Regions from separate parts of the Mus musculus genome. Here regions 2, 3 and 4 are each linked to region 1. A link is a contact called in public Hi-C and HiChIP or PLAC-seq data. All regions are on one chromosome and are shown on one strand. Each heading gives the region's core, a stretch centred on a gene start, on an enhancer-like site or on the middle of the called end of the contact. The rest is flanking DNA. Distances are from core to core; before and after follow the strand shown. Region 1 overlaps Atxn1 (ataxin 1). Region 2 overlaps Atxn1 (ataxin 1). Region 3 overlaps Atxn1 (ataxin 1). Region 4 overlaps Atxn1 (ataxin 1).

The links. A called contact is a pair of places that touch in the nucleus more often than the background predicts. HiChIP or PLAC-seq counts read pairs in DNA pulled down with a chosen protein or histone mark.
Region 2: a contact with region 1 is called in a Hi-C map of the G1E-ER4 cell line, with 2.1 times the contacts expected there. The contact joins two enhancer-like sites. A contact is called at or near these places in 2 of 484 Hi-C or Micro-C datasets (the G1E-ER4 cell line and nephron progenitors).
Region 3: a BATF HiChIP or PLAC-seq map of CD8 T cells shows a contact between it and region 1, with 19 read pairs. The contact joins two enhancer-like sites. A contact is called at or near these places in 2 of 484 Hi-C or Micro-C datasets (the G1E-ER4 cell line and embryonic fibroblasts) and 2 of 115 datasets of contacts at active chromatin or transcription factors (CD8 T cells and effector CD8 T cells).
Region 4: a contact with region 1 is called in a BATF HiChIP or PLAC-seq map of CD8 T cells, with 24 read pairs. The contact joins two enhancer-like sites. A contact is called at or near these places in 3 of 484 Hi-C or Micro-C datasets (B cells, the G1E-ER4 cell line and nephron progenitors) and 4 of 115 datasets of contacts at active chromatin or transcription factors (CD8 T cells, bone marrow-derived macrophages, effector CD8 T cells and 1 more).

The regions. Positions count from the first base shown.
Region 1 is chr13:45,849,423-45,852,451 of GRCm38.p6, forward strand. It overlaps Atxn1 (ataxin 1), which reads right to left. Exons shown (of 8, transcript NM_009124.6): 3 at 2,906-3,029. Among named protein-coding and RNA genes, the nearest start is that of Atxn1, 110 kb to the right of the region's middle. Within about 2 kb of position 1,504, at least 85 of the 459 cell types and tissues checked have an H3K27ac peak or open chromatin away from gene starts, as enhancers often do. A contact at or near this core is called in CD8 T cells, the G1E-ER4 cell line, effector CD8 T cells and 1 more, where this site is marked.
Region 2 is chr13:45,622,317-45,625,345 of GRCm38.p6, forward strand. All of the region lies in intron 6 of Atxn1 (ataxin 1), which reads right to left. Among named protein-coding and RNA genes, the nearest start is that of Gm34582, 98 kb to the left of the region's middle. Within about 2 kb of position 1,600, at least 47 of the 459 cell types and tissues checked have an H3K27ac peak or open chromatin away from gene starts, as enhancers often do. A contact at or near this core is called in the G1E-ER4 cell line, where this site is marked.
Region 3 is chr13:45,647,953-45,650,981 of GRCm38.p6, forward strand. The region is part of intron 6 of Atxn1 (ataxin 1); the gene reads right to left. Among named protein-coding and RNA genes, the nearest start is that of Gm34582, 120 kb to the left of the region's middle. Within about 2 kb of position 1,404, at least 34 of the 459 cell types and tissues checked have an H3K27ac peak or open chromatin away from gene starts, as enhancers often do. A contact at or near this core is called in CD8 T cells and effector CD8 T cells, where this site is marked.
Region 4 is chr13:45,684,877-45,687,905 of GRCm38.p6, forward strand. The region is part of intron 6 of Atxn1 (ataxin 1); the gene reads right to left. Among named protein-coding and RNA genes, the nearest start is that of Gm34582, 160 kb to the left of the region's middle. Within about 2 kb of position 1,560, at least 23 of the 459 cell types and tissues checked have an H3K27ac peak or open chromatin away from gene starts, as enhancers often do. A contact at or near this core is called in CD8 T cells and memory CD8 T cells, where this site is marked.

The DNA of each region.
Region 1 (3,029 bases), core at 254-2,753:
GTACCCCCACACACATACACACACCAGATATTCATAGAACAAAGAGGGCATTATAAGTTCTTCTGTTATACTCATCCACCAGGGCTGCATACAAACCACTGAGGAGTTCTGCCAGAAGCATAGATAGACACCACAGATTTCTTTGGAATCAAGCAAAGGTGGTTGACTGCCCCCAGGGTTCCAGGATGGGTAGCAAAGCATAAGGAAGAAAGAAGAGCCAAATGTCACCATCGTAATCTGTTAACATCAGACTTGAACCCAGACTCTGCCATTGCCACCGTGGGGCCACTGGGGCTTAACATCGTCTCTTTCCATAACAGGATGGCTCTCCTACCATGCACACTGACCACCTGAAAGTCCTAACAGCTGAAGGAGATAACACCTCAGCATCAAGTGCTGAGGGCAGCTGATATGGCCTTGGGAGTTGGCGGCTCTTTTGTGGCTCCTCCAGCTGCCTAGCACAGAGCAGATGTGCCCTGATACCAGACCCCAGAAGGATCTGCTGCTGTTACAAGGGACAGAAGAAAGAGACATAAGTGTTTTCCAAGAGCCTCTGGCCTGGGGTAGAGGGTGCTTTGTGAGTTTAGTTGGAACTGGGTTTCTGAGAGCTTATATATACTGACTTCCTATTCCCCAAAAGGCGGATAGGATCCCTCAATTTTTGTCATTAAAAACTGATAAATCAAAAGGTAAATGTGACTCTCATGGTGAATGTTGCTTAGATCAATAAGGGAGCATTGCATTGGGATCTTCATTGTACTCAGACCTGAAGCTGGACAAGGGGAATATTCATATTAGTCTCTAGACACTTGTTTGAAACCCCAGTAGGCAGAGAGTTTAGGTGGAGCAAGCCATGCGAGCTTCCCCATCCCCCCACCCCCACCCCCAGAAATTCTGATTCCTTCAGCCTGGTGTCACTGTGTCTTTGACTTTAATAACCACATCCTGGTGAGTCAGATGCAGGAGATCCTGAGATGAGACCACCATTGAGAAACACTGGACTGTGACATGGGTCCTGTCCTACAGCAGGCTGCAACCTAAATGGGGTACCAGAAAACACACAGGTCTAGGTAGTGCCCGAGGGTCACAGGCATTCATCAAAAGGGTTTCCGTAGTTGTCTGAGAACTCAGGCAGAACTTATAAATGAGAGCCTGGGTTCTGGAGGGCAAGCCTGGTCCATAGGTAACCCCGAGCAAATGTCTTCAGCAGGTTTGTGATTCATGATGGCCCACTGTACACAGTAGACATATAGGGGGCAGAGATAGGGGCTAGGATAGGAACCAGACAGGAAGGACACTCTCCCCAGGGACAGTCATAACCTGGTTTCTCCAAATCACACCCAGTCTACAGTGCCACTCTGCAGAACTCATGCGGTTTCCTGCTCCTTATCATTTAACATTTTGCTAGAGAGAGAAAATGCTGTTATGAAACCCAAATAATGTGCCACTCTGAGGCAGACAGCCAGCTGCTAACAAGAATGACATGTGACCATCATTCTAACTGCTGCTCACAGCTCAGCTTTCAGGAAGGAGATGTTTAGTTAGAAAGAAAAACCAGAACCTCCTTCTCAATGGACAACAAAGATTTGAGGCTCCATGGAGTGAAAGGGCTTCTACTCAGACAGTCTGTCACACAGTGATAAAAATCTGGGACCTCAATAGAAAGAGAGAGAGAAAAAAAAGAAGGACAAGAATTTAGAAGACCCTTGCTTTGTTTATTTTAATAGAAAATTCATGAAACACTCCCTTATTAATGTCACAAGGGAATTAAATTATTAACCACCAAGTCTGAAAGTCCTGCTTCGCCGAAAGACAATAGAGATGAGTCCCTTGGGGACTGGACCTTCTCTTCTACACTTGCACATAGGCTGACCTCCCTAACTCCCTGCAAATGATAGTTTGCCCCAGGCACACAATGAATTCCACCAGGGAGAATGGGAGACCACGGTTACATAACTGTACCAGAAGACATGGAGTTTTCAATCTGCAGGAGGCCAGGGAGATCAATAGGGTCCATGCACTTTTACAGGCCAGTCATAGCAAGTACTATGCTCTCCCAATGCCCTCCACCATAGGTGGAGACAAGCTCCGATCTGAGGATTGCTTCCAGGAATAAAGCCAAAAAGACATCCCGAGGAACCTATATTGTTTTAGTATATAGTTTGTATCTTTTAAAAATATGTATTTAAAGCTTGGAATTTTTAGACTGTAACTCGGGCCAAGGTTGTCACTCAGGGGACCAAGAACACCAATAAACAGAATGACCAAAGTCTACATTCTACGGCCAGGATGGTCGCTATATTTCACAACAACATATTATAAATTTTAGAGGAAAATGGAAGGGAGAACCAAAAGGTTGCCAACATGAGAACAGACCAAAAGTTATGAAGAAAATTCTAACTACCCTGATCACAAATCACACACTGTATACTTCTTTCAACTGACCACACTGTACCCCACGTTTACAAGTTACACAGGAAGCACTTGTTGAATGCGGTCTGGAAACTACTGATGATAGCTCTCTACCTTGCCTGCTCCAGTGCTGCTTACAGTATTGTATTAGGGTATCACCAGATAAGTAGACCTCCTCTGTATGACTCATTAATCCCTTATGAGTTTGGCTAAAATAGGACCTACAGACCACACACATTATTTATTGTTTGTGTGTAGAGTTGGGTGGTCACCTGCATTTTTGTTGTTGCTATTATTTGTTTGGTTGGTTTGATGTTTGTTTGTTTTTTTCATTTTCCCTACCTACAAGGGTCTTACCCTGAAGTCTTATTGCTTGAGCTATGGAGGAAAAAATAGCTATGCATCTTACTCACTCAAATATCCTAGCACATATGTAAATACTCCACAAGAAATCTAAATAAATGCAAATACCAACCCCGAAGGGATGACTTACCCCAAACCATTCCTGCTTCAAGCTCATCCGTGCAGGCTGAAGTCCACTCTGTTTTTCTCAGGGTCTACTGTAACCCTACTGTAGCTGTTTCAACACAGATCCTTTCATTCTGTTCCAGGATGCT
Region 2 (3,029 bases), core at 350-2,849, 230 kb before region 1:
TTGGGCAAGGCCCTGCATCAGAGTTACTTTTTAGGCAATGCACATTCGCACACAGCCCCAAGTTCCAGTGGAATTTGTATTTTCTGGACCAGGGCATAGCAATTAGTATTTAAAAACCAACCAACCAACCAACCAACAAACCATCAACAACCAACCATATCCCCAGGGGATCCTGTTCAATTAGGTTTGGGAATCATTCTTTAGAAAGAACATGTTTCTCCATGACACGAAAAATCTAAGGGTAAATCTGATCCATGAGGCTAGGATCTGTTTGTTGCGGTCTTTCAATTCTACCAGAACCTTCACTTGTAGGAGAGAAGTTTCCAGGAAGCAAGTTAGCTTATGGGGCAGGAATGACGGAAGCTTTCACTGTTACTAAGATCTGTGACTGCTCTGTAATGTGGGAGGGGCTGGGAGGCAGAGAGTTGGAGCTAGAAGTAGAACACTCTCTATTCTGAAGGAAAACTTATTCCCAGAGGAGACCAAGAGCATGCTGAAAGAGGTCTTGGATAGCAGTAGAAATGGTATTAGCTGGCAGTCACCAGTGACATCGATGCCTTCTTCCCAGATGGGCTATTCATTGCCAGAGACTTTTCAGTATGGCCAGCTGAGAAATGGCATGGGGGAAGGCTGCCACAAGCCAAGGCAGAACAGGCTCTCTCCTGAAAAGGTCCATGGACCCTGAAGCAGACCCTTAACCACTCTGTAGACCTGAGCTAAAATGCACACAGTGAACCAGACAGTCCTTCCTGTCCTTCAGACCAAGCTTGGCAGCACTTGGGGCCTGCGTAACTTCCACTCATGGATTATATTTAAACTGGCCTACCTTTTCCTTCTCCTTAGATTCCTAGGTCTGACATGGTATTGGTGATCATTTTAGGCTTTCTGGTTGAATAGGCTATTTTTCAACCCACTCGTTATGTATAAAGTCTAAGTTAATGGTTTGCGTAGTGTGATCCTTGGACCAGATGCATGGGAGCTAACATGGGAACTGGCCATGAATTCAGACTCTCAGCACTCAGTCCAGACCTGATTAAGACACTTGGGCATGGAGCCCAGTAATCTGCTTTGACAGCTCCCCTAGTGATGCTGACAGGCTCTTCTGTGATGTCCCACAGTGCTGGGACAATACTCAGGTTTGCTTTCTATTGCTGTGATAAACATGATGACCAAAACCAACTTGGGAAGGAAAGGGTTTTCGTATCTCACAGGTTTTAAAGTTCATCATCAGGGATGCCAGGACTGGAGTTCAAGGGCAAAACCTGGAGACAAGAGCTGAAAATTGACAAGATTGTAGATCCTGGCTTGCTCCTTGATGGCTTGCTCACTTTGCTTTTATATACCTCAGAAGCACGTGCCCAAGGATGGCGCTGTCTACAGTGGGCAGTCCTCCACCAATTATTAATCAAAAATTTTTCCACAGTTTTAGCCACAGGCTAATCTTATAGAGGCATCTTTTCAATTAAGGTTCTCCTCTTTGCACATGACCCTTGCTTGTGTCAAGTTGAGAAAAACCTCAGCAGCACAGATGATGTCCCATGATGCTAGGATGTTGACTCATGGTGCTAGGATGATGACTCATGATGACTCATGGTGCTGGAATGATGACTCATGATGCTAAAATGATGACTCATAATGACTAATGATGGTAAGATGATGACTCATGATGCTAGAATGATGACTCATGGTACATGATGACTCATGACTCATGGTGCTAAGATGATGACTCATGGTGCTAGGATGATGAGTCATGATGCTAAAATGATGACTCATGATGACTAATGACGCTAAGATGATGACTCATGATGCTAAGGTGATGACTCATGGTGTTGGAATGATGACTCATGATGACTCATGGTGCTAAGATGGTGACTCATGAGTCTAGAATGATGTCCCACAAAGTCACCACCCCCCATCATCATCATGCAAGAACCTTCAAAATCTTAAACATTTTATCTGAGAAAGTTCACAAACAACCAATCTCATACTGACTTTCTTGATGAAGACTATTTTCTTAGGATAACTAAAAGACCACCCATTGCTCCAATGTATAACAACACATAATTTATAAAGTGACAGGATCATGATGTATTGTTTTATTTGTAAATGAGATTCCACACAATTATTTATCTATAAATACTTCTACCTAACTCACAATATATGACCAGAAGGGGCTTAAGACACTGCTAAAAACTGACTGGGTTTTAAAACAGCCTTAAAAAACCTCTTTAACAGTGCCATATATTTTCAATGTGGAATTCTAACAGGGAACTATCCCCTTTCCTGCAATTCACAGCCTGCCCTCCTCAACTCTTAACCTTTGCTTGGCCCCAATATCATGGCATTTCTTTGACTCAAGTCAACTCTGAAATATTGTTTTGTTTTGCTTTCAGACCCTTTGACAATTTTGACTGTAAAGGTTGCCTGTTACTTGGTTTGGTCTGGGTTCCTAAACAGGTTTCTGTTTTCTGAAATTCTCTGTTGCTAAAATGGGGCTGTCCATCAGAGACCAGACAGCCCATAGATCACTTGTGGTTATGGAAGTGGTCACAGGCCACTGTAGGTCTCTTTCCTGGTATCTGAATCAGGAATGGTCTTTGGCAATCCCATTTTCTCTTGGACCTTTCGGAAAGAAAGAAAATAAAACCTTCCCTTCTAAGAATTATTTTATAGAGTTGTCTAATGACCAGTAAGAGAATGGATGAGCCTAGGAAGTTCAGCTTTATCTACAGCTTCATAATTTTCCCAAACATGAAACCAAGCTCCATGTAATTGGCCCAGTGAACCATTCTTTTTTTTTTTTTTTCAATGATCATTTTGCTAGCCAAAGGAATACATGGGAGAATGTGAAACCTCAAGTACGTAGCTCAGACAAAATGCACAGAACAAAACACCATTCAGAACTGTGTTTTCCATGCTGACTCTCAAGGGTGGGCCTGAATTTGCTGATCCATGGTATGATCTGGTACGTTTATGGTGCCAGAGAGAAACAGTGGTGTACTGAAGGTGGCTTGTATTGGTCTGTGAGA
Region 3 (3,029 bases), core at 154-2,653, 200 kb before region 1:
CTTTCCATGGGGGTGGGCTTTGGCAGCTCGAGGGCTCGCTTGCAGATTGTTCTCCCTTCTTCATACTTATAGTTCAAGATGTTAGCCCGCAGCCCGCTGCTCCAGCCACCATTTCTGTAGCTTGGCTGCCAGGCTTCCCCAGCATCCCAGCCTATCTCTCTCTAGAATCCTGAGCACAAATAAACTCTTCCCTCCACAAGTTTCTTTGGTCATGGTAATTTATAAGAGCAACAGAGAAGTAACCAATATGGGGTCTCACATAGCATAGGTCGAGTTTGAACTCACTCTGTAGCTTAGGATGACCAAGAACTTCTGATCCCCCTGCCCCTACTTCATAAAAGCAATAATTACAGACATGTGCTACCATGCCTGGTTTATGCAGTGTTGGGGCTCATGGACCCACTGCATAGAACATACAAGGCAAGCACTCTCTCAACTCAGCTCCAGCCCCAGCCCAGGGACAACATTTTAAATAAAAGCTAGAATGTGCTTACTGTCTGTTTCATTTAAGAGGCTGAAGACGGGGGAGCCAATAAAGCGGTTCAGTGGGTAAAGGAGCTAGCTCACTATCAAGACTGGCAACCTGAGTCTGCTCCTTAGACCTCACATGGTAGAAGGAGAGTACCAGGTCGCTCTCAGTGTGCCTAGATTTCTACTTGTACATCACAGCAGGTGCATGCAAGCACACACATACAGTAGATAGATAGATAGATAGATAGATAGATAGATAGATAGATAGACAGACAGACAGACAGATAGGCAAATGTATTGTAATGAAAAAAATATTGAGGATGGAGGTGAGACACAACTTTATAAAATTTGCATATGTTCATTAAAAATAGCTCAGCTACTTTAATACAGAGAATCAGAAGGATAAGTTGGGAAGTGATGCTGGTATTCTGCTTCTGTCTACACAGCCAGCCTAGACTCAAACCTTCAGGAACAAACAGGTTTCTCTGCCTAAAATGGATGAAGTCAGAACCAAACCATCCACATCTCCAAGTATCCCCAAGCCAGCTCTCATCTGGATTCACCGTGACGAGGCTTTACCCGAAGATCTGAAGAAAGTATTAGAAAGCGAGAAAACAGACATTACTTTGGGGAAGCTGGGAGACGGTTTTATAATCCAACTTGTCGCTAGATAGAATGGCCCATAAAAATAACATGGGGGACTATTACCTGACAACAGAACATATGAAATCTGTGTCCGTCTCTCTGTCACTCTGCCTCTGTCTGTCCCTCTCTCCACTCCTCCCTCCCTCCTAATTTAATTAAATATTTAAGCTGCTAAGAGACAAAAAGCCCCTCCGGTTTCACATCTGATGTCCCCTTGTGACACTGGCTTACGTGTGATATGATCACATTTCCTGACTTGTGGCAGGAAACACTGATTGTGGGCCAGCACTCTCCTTTTTGAGTCACACGTGAACCCCTGAGGTTACCAGCTGGAACACAGTAGATGCCACCTTGGATTATGAGGTCCCTCCAACTCAAGCTGCCCTGGTCTTTCTGTTTGAGGGTTTTCTCTCATACAGTGAGAAATACAAGTTCACACCTATCACAGGGTGAGGCTGTTCAAACTGAAACCAAGGAACCAGCCCCACTGAATCATCCACTGTCACTTTAACAGTAGCAAGGACACTGAAGGGAGCCAAGGAGCTGCTTACATTTGCATCTGGCCCCTCCCACTTTGGACGAAGGATGACTAAAATATGTAATTTTTGAATAGTGGGTTGCTTCAGCTCTGTGACTGGGAGCTGGAAGCAAATGTACTCTGACATTTTAGGCTCCAGTCTTTCCTGTTTCTCTCAATGGGAATATTTTCAAAAATATCTTAAATGTAGAATTAAACTCTGGGCTGCCTCCTTCTCCACAGGGTTAGACTTAGGCTCAAGGGTGAGGGCAAGACATGGGGACACAGCTTGGCATTTGTTGTGGGATGATACCCATTCACACACTTTCACACTTGTGGGAGGTAAGTGCAATTGCAGATAGGTGTGCAGAGGAGAGTGTGCATGTATATGTAAGGATTAGGACATACACACACACATATCATATGGGCGCACAGAGAGATGTATATAACCCATAAACATGAGAAACATATGTAGGCACATGTAGGCATGAGTGCACACACCTGGGTATGGTTGTGAGCATTCTATATCATTAGAGTAAATGCGTGTTTGTAGTACGCATGTGTCCAAATGTATGGGGTGAATTGCAATATTCTATCATGCAGGGGTGAATATATACACATATGCACACATGAGAGAATATACATCTATGCGGTTGTGAATGTATCCTTATGTGTGAGCACGCAAAAAACAAAAAACAAAAAACCCACCACCAGGATTTGAGAATACATGGGCACAGGCAGGGATGTGTATACATGCACATATGGGAAGTGTGGGTGCTGTGTTCACACAGAGTAGCTGAATGCATGCAGGCACATTCCTGAATACTAAGTGCATAGTAATCAGGACAACCGCAACTCTGAAAAATGAAAATCACCCACAGTAAAGTCCCAAGCAGATGTTTTTTTCCTGTGGCAGTAAACACAGAAAACAAGGCAGGTGGGTGGAGTTAGACATTTAAGCCCACTTCATAGCCATGGTACTTTTATTTAACACATTGATGCAATACCTAATATGCTAACACCCATTGCAAAAAACAGTCCCGAAAAGGATGTTCAACGGTTTAATTTAAAGTACTGGTGTGAGTTTTATCTTTGTGTGCTGAACCAATGGTGGCTGAAGCATCTTCGTTTTTTTTTTTTGTTTGTTTGTTTTTTTGTTTTTTCCCCTTCTGAGTTAGAGAACAGCAGCCCCGGTGTACTGCTGACGGCTATCCTTTTGAAGTTCCAGAGACAGTTGGGTAGACTGCCTCAACAAAAACAAAAAAAAAAAAAAAGAAAAAAAAAAAAAGAAAAAAAAATCAGACACTCAGAGAGTTCAGTGACAGACTATGCGAAGGTTCTCAGCAACACAGGTTTGGGGGATGGTGCTGGAGTGGAACACCTCGTAAGGGTGACA
Region 4 (3,029 bases), core at 310-2,809, 160 kb before region 1:
AGCACAAAGGTGGCAGTTTCTCCACTCCCCTCCAGTGCCAAGCTCCTTTATTCCCCCTGGCCTTGGTTCCACACGCTGTTCTGAGTGCCAGAAGAGAGTGAGCGTGACAAACCCTTTCTTCCTTTTGGTATAGAGGGCAATGAGTCAATGCTTATGCATCGGGCCTGCTATTAAAGCAAATAAGCAGACTCAGGCATTCCAAGCCATTCCTGCTTTTTCTTTCCAGTTCACTTGAGCATGAAGCTCTCCATATTTGGGCACTTGAAATTAGGAGTGGGATTTACCCCTTATCACATGTTTCTTTATCAGTTCTCTACAAGAGGTTTTCACTGAGACTCTCTGATTAAAAAAAAAAAAAAAGTCTAAAATGCTTGCTATGTTACTCAGCAGTCAAGGATGCCTGTGGGCTGGGATCGCACCCAGGGACTTTTCAGACTCTGGTGTTGATGGGGCACCCATTCAGCCAGCAGCATATAGAGGGGCTGAGCCTCCAGCCACCCCTTATACTCACTATCCCCTGCCCCTGGAGCATGCAAGGTTCCCATTAGTGACCACAAGATAAAGACCGACCCGTCTCACCCGATGATCTTTCTAACAGGCTTTTCAAGCAAGCGGCAAAACATCTGAATCTGAGTTAATCAAGTGGCCTGCCCCATCCTAGAGGACCATATCCAGGCCCTAGGGCTCCGTGGCTTCTCTCATAGTAAACACTGAGACCTAAGTGGGAATAAAGAGAAAGCAGGAGGCGCAGGCCATTTGCAGGGCTCTAAATTTCCTCTTTTTAAGCAGAAAAAAAAAATCCCACAAAGAAATAGGGTGAATTGTGCACTTCACGCACATGTAGGGGCCTTCCCAGTTTTCTCCATCACATTTTAAACACTGGAGTTATAACGCAGAGAGCTGAGAAAGAGCCTGCAATTCCCACCCACCCAGCATCACGCAAGTTTCAGAGTCCCTGACTATACTTATAGAAACCACAGGTTATTCTCACTCTCACTTTTGAATTTGAATTTAGTGAAATGAAACACTCATTTCCATTCTAGTATGCTTAAGAGCTAACACTGAAATGTATATTATGGGTCATATTTGGAAATGAGTGGGTGAGCACTGGTCCAATCCAAGTTTAGAGAGGTTTTTGAGAAAGAGAGCCCTCAGACCACCTGGGGCACGTTGCCTATTTTGAGCTTAAGAGGGAAAAGTGTGTTGAAAGGAGAAGGGTGGTCTGCTGGACTGACCCGTGACAATAATAATGCAGGCAGTCACATTCGAAGAGCATCTTTGAGCCATTAGTCCCTTGGGTTCTGTTGACAATCTATAGTCAACAAGGGTCTGTGGGATTCAGTAAGAGCTGGGCCAAGCCCCTCCCCCATGCTCAGCACTTCCCCTTGAAGCAGACAGTGGGCAGGTCTGGAGCTTGCTGCTCTCTGCTGTGCCTTTAGAAACCCCCAACCTCTCTTCTGGTTGTATTGTTTCAAACGTGCTTGTGAGCTCTGCACCACCTCTGAGTCTTGCTCATCCTGTTTGCCCTTAGCTATCCTTGGGCTGTCTTCCTGGGGATGATGTTAAGTGCTTTTAGGCTTTGTGTTGCTAGGTACCCTACCAATCATGTCAGCATCCTGTGTAAAAGCTTTAAGTGGCTACTCGTCTGTATTTGCGAAATGTTTCAAGCCAGGTGTGGTGGTTCAGGCCTGAAACACTAGCATTTGTGAGGTGAAGGCAGAAGAATTGCCAAAATTTTAGGCCAGCCTGATCTACACAGGGGAAAAGTTGAGCTCTGGGCAAGCCAGGGCTATAGAGCAAGACCCTGTCTCAAATACATACATACACAGGTTCATAGATACATATATCTCCTCTGACATTTCTCACATGCTTTTGTCTAGCCATTCCTGAACTCTTGGAGTTTTCCCAGCATGCTGTGTCCTCTTGCATTGAGCTTTGTACATGTTGTTTTCTGTGTGAGTAGAGCCAGAGAAAGCTAGATCCCCTGAGTTGAACCTACTAGGTAATTGGCTCTTTGTGGCCAAAGAGAAATTAACAAATGTGAAAGAACACATGAGTGAGATTTTTCTCTCTTTTACTACTCTTACGACGCCTGGGATTGCAGTATGGAGAAACTCTATCATACCTGAGCATGGTGTCTTACCACCTGCCACCCTAGCACTTGAGTAGTCGAGGCAGAAGGATTGCTATGGATTCCGGGCCAGCCTGGGCTACAGAGTAAGACATCATCTCAGAAAATAAATAAGTACGAACACACTCAGGGAAGAATCAGGGAAAGGAGAGGGAGGAGTGGGTAAGCAGAAGCTCTGACGAGCTTACCAGAGGATAAGAGACATCAGAGTTAAAACAAGCTGGGTAAACTGAAGGTCCCTTATCCCTAGAGCCTGTGAAACTTTCCAGCAACCATTCCCATAATACGCCTCAGCCGAGCTAGCACAGTGACCTGCAGAATCGCAGTACAGTTATGTTTGTACGGCACAACACATTGGAATCACTTGTTACACTGTATATGCTGACTGCTACACCCTAGTGATATGGTTGACACCCAATCATACCTCAGGTATGAGGATAAAGGCTTGATCCCAGAAAATGTTACACTGGTTTGTATCCACAGGATGCTGAAGGTAGCTCATGGTATAAAGAGTTGCTTATTTTCTTATTTCCATCCCTAGTGATTGAAAACTCCTTAGCTGTTGTGAATGCCCAGCGTTTGCAAATACTCAGTCAATATCTGCTAGAGTAAGACCAAAGAATACAGATCTTTGTCTTCGGGCTTTCTCCTGTCTTTAATGTCAGAGCATCGATTTTAGACATTATTTTTTTTTTCTATACTGCTACCTCGATCTGTTAATGATGTCACATGTATCGTCACATGCTTCCGTTTCACAGGTCCACTCATACTGATAGCTACTGGGAATCTCCCTGTGCTTTATATAGGTAAAGCTCTCACATCTCTTCCCTATACCTTTCAATTTGACTCATACCAAAAATTCACCTAAAATTCCAAGTGTCCTCAGCTTCCACACACA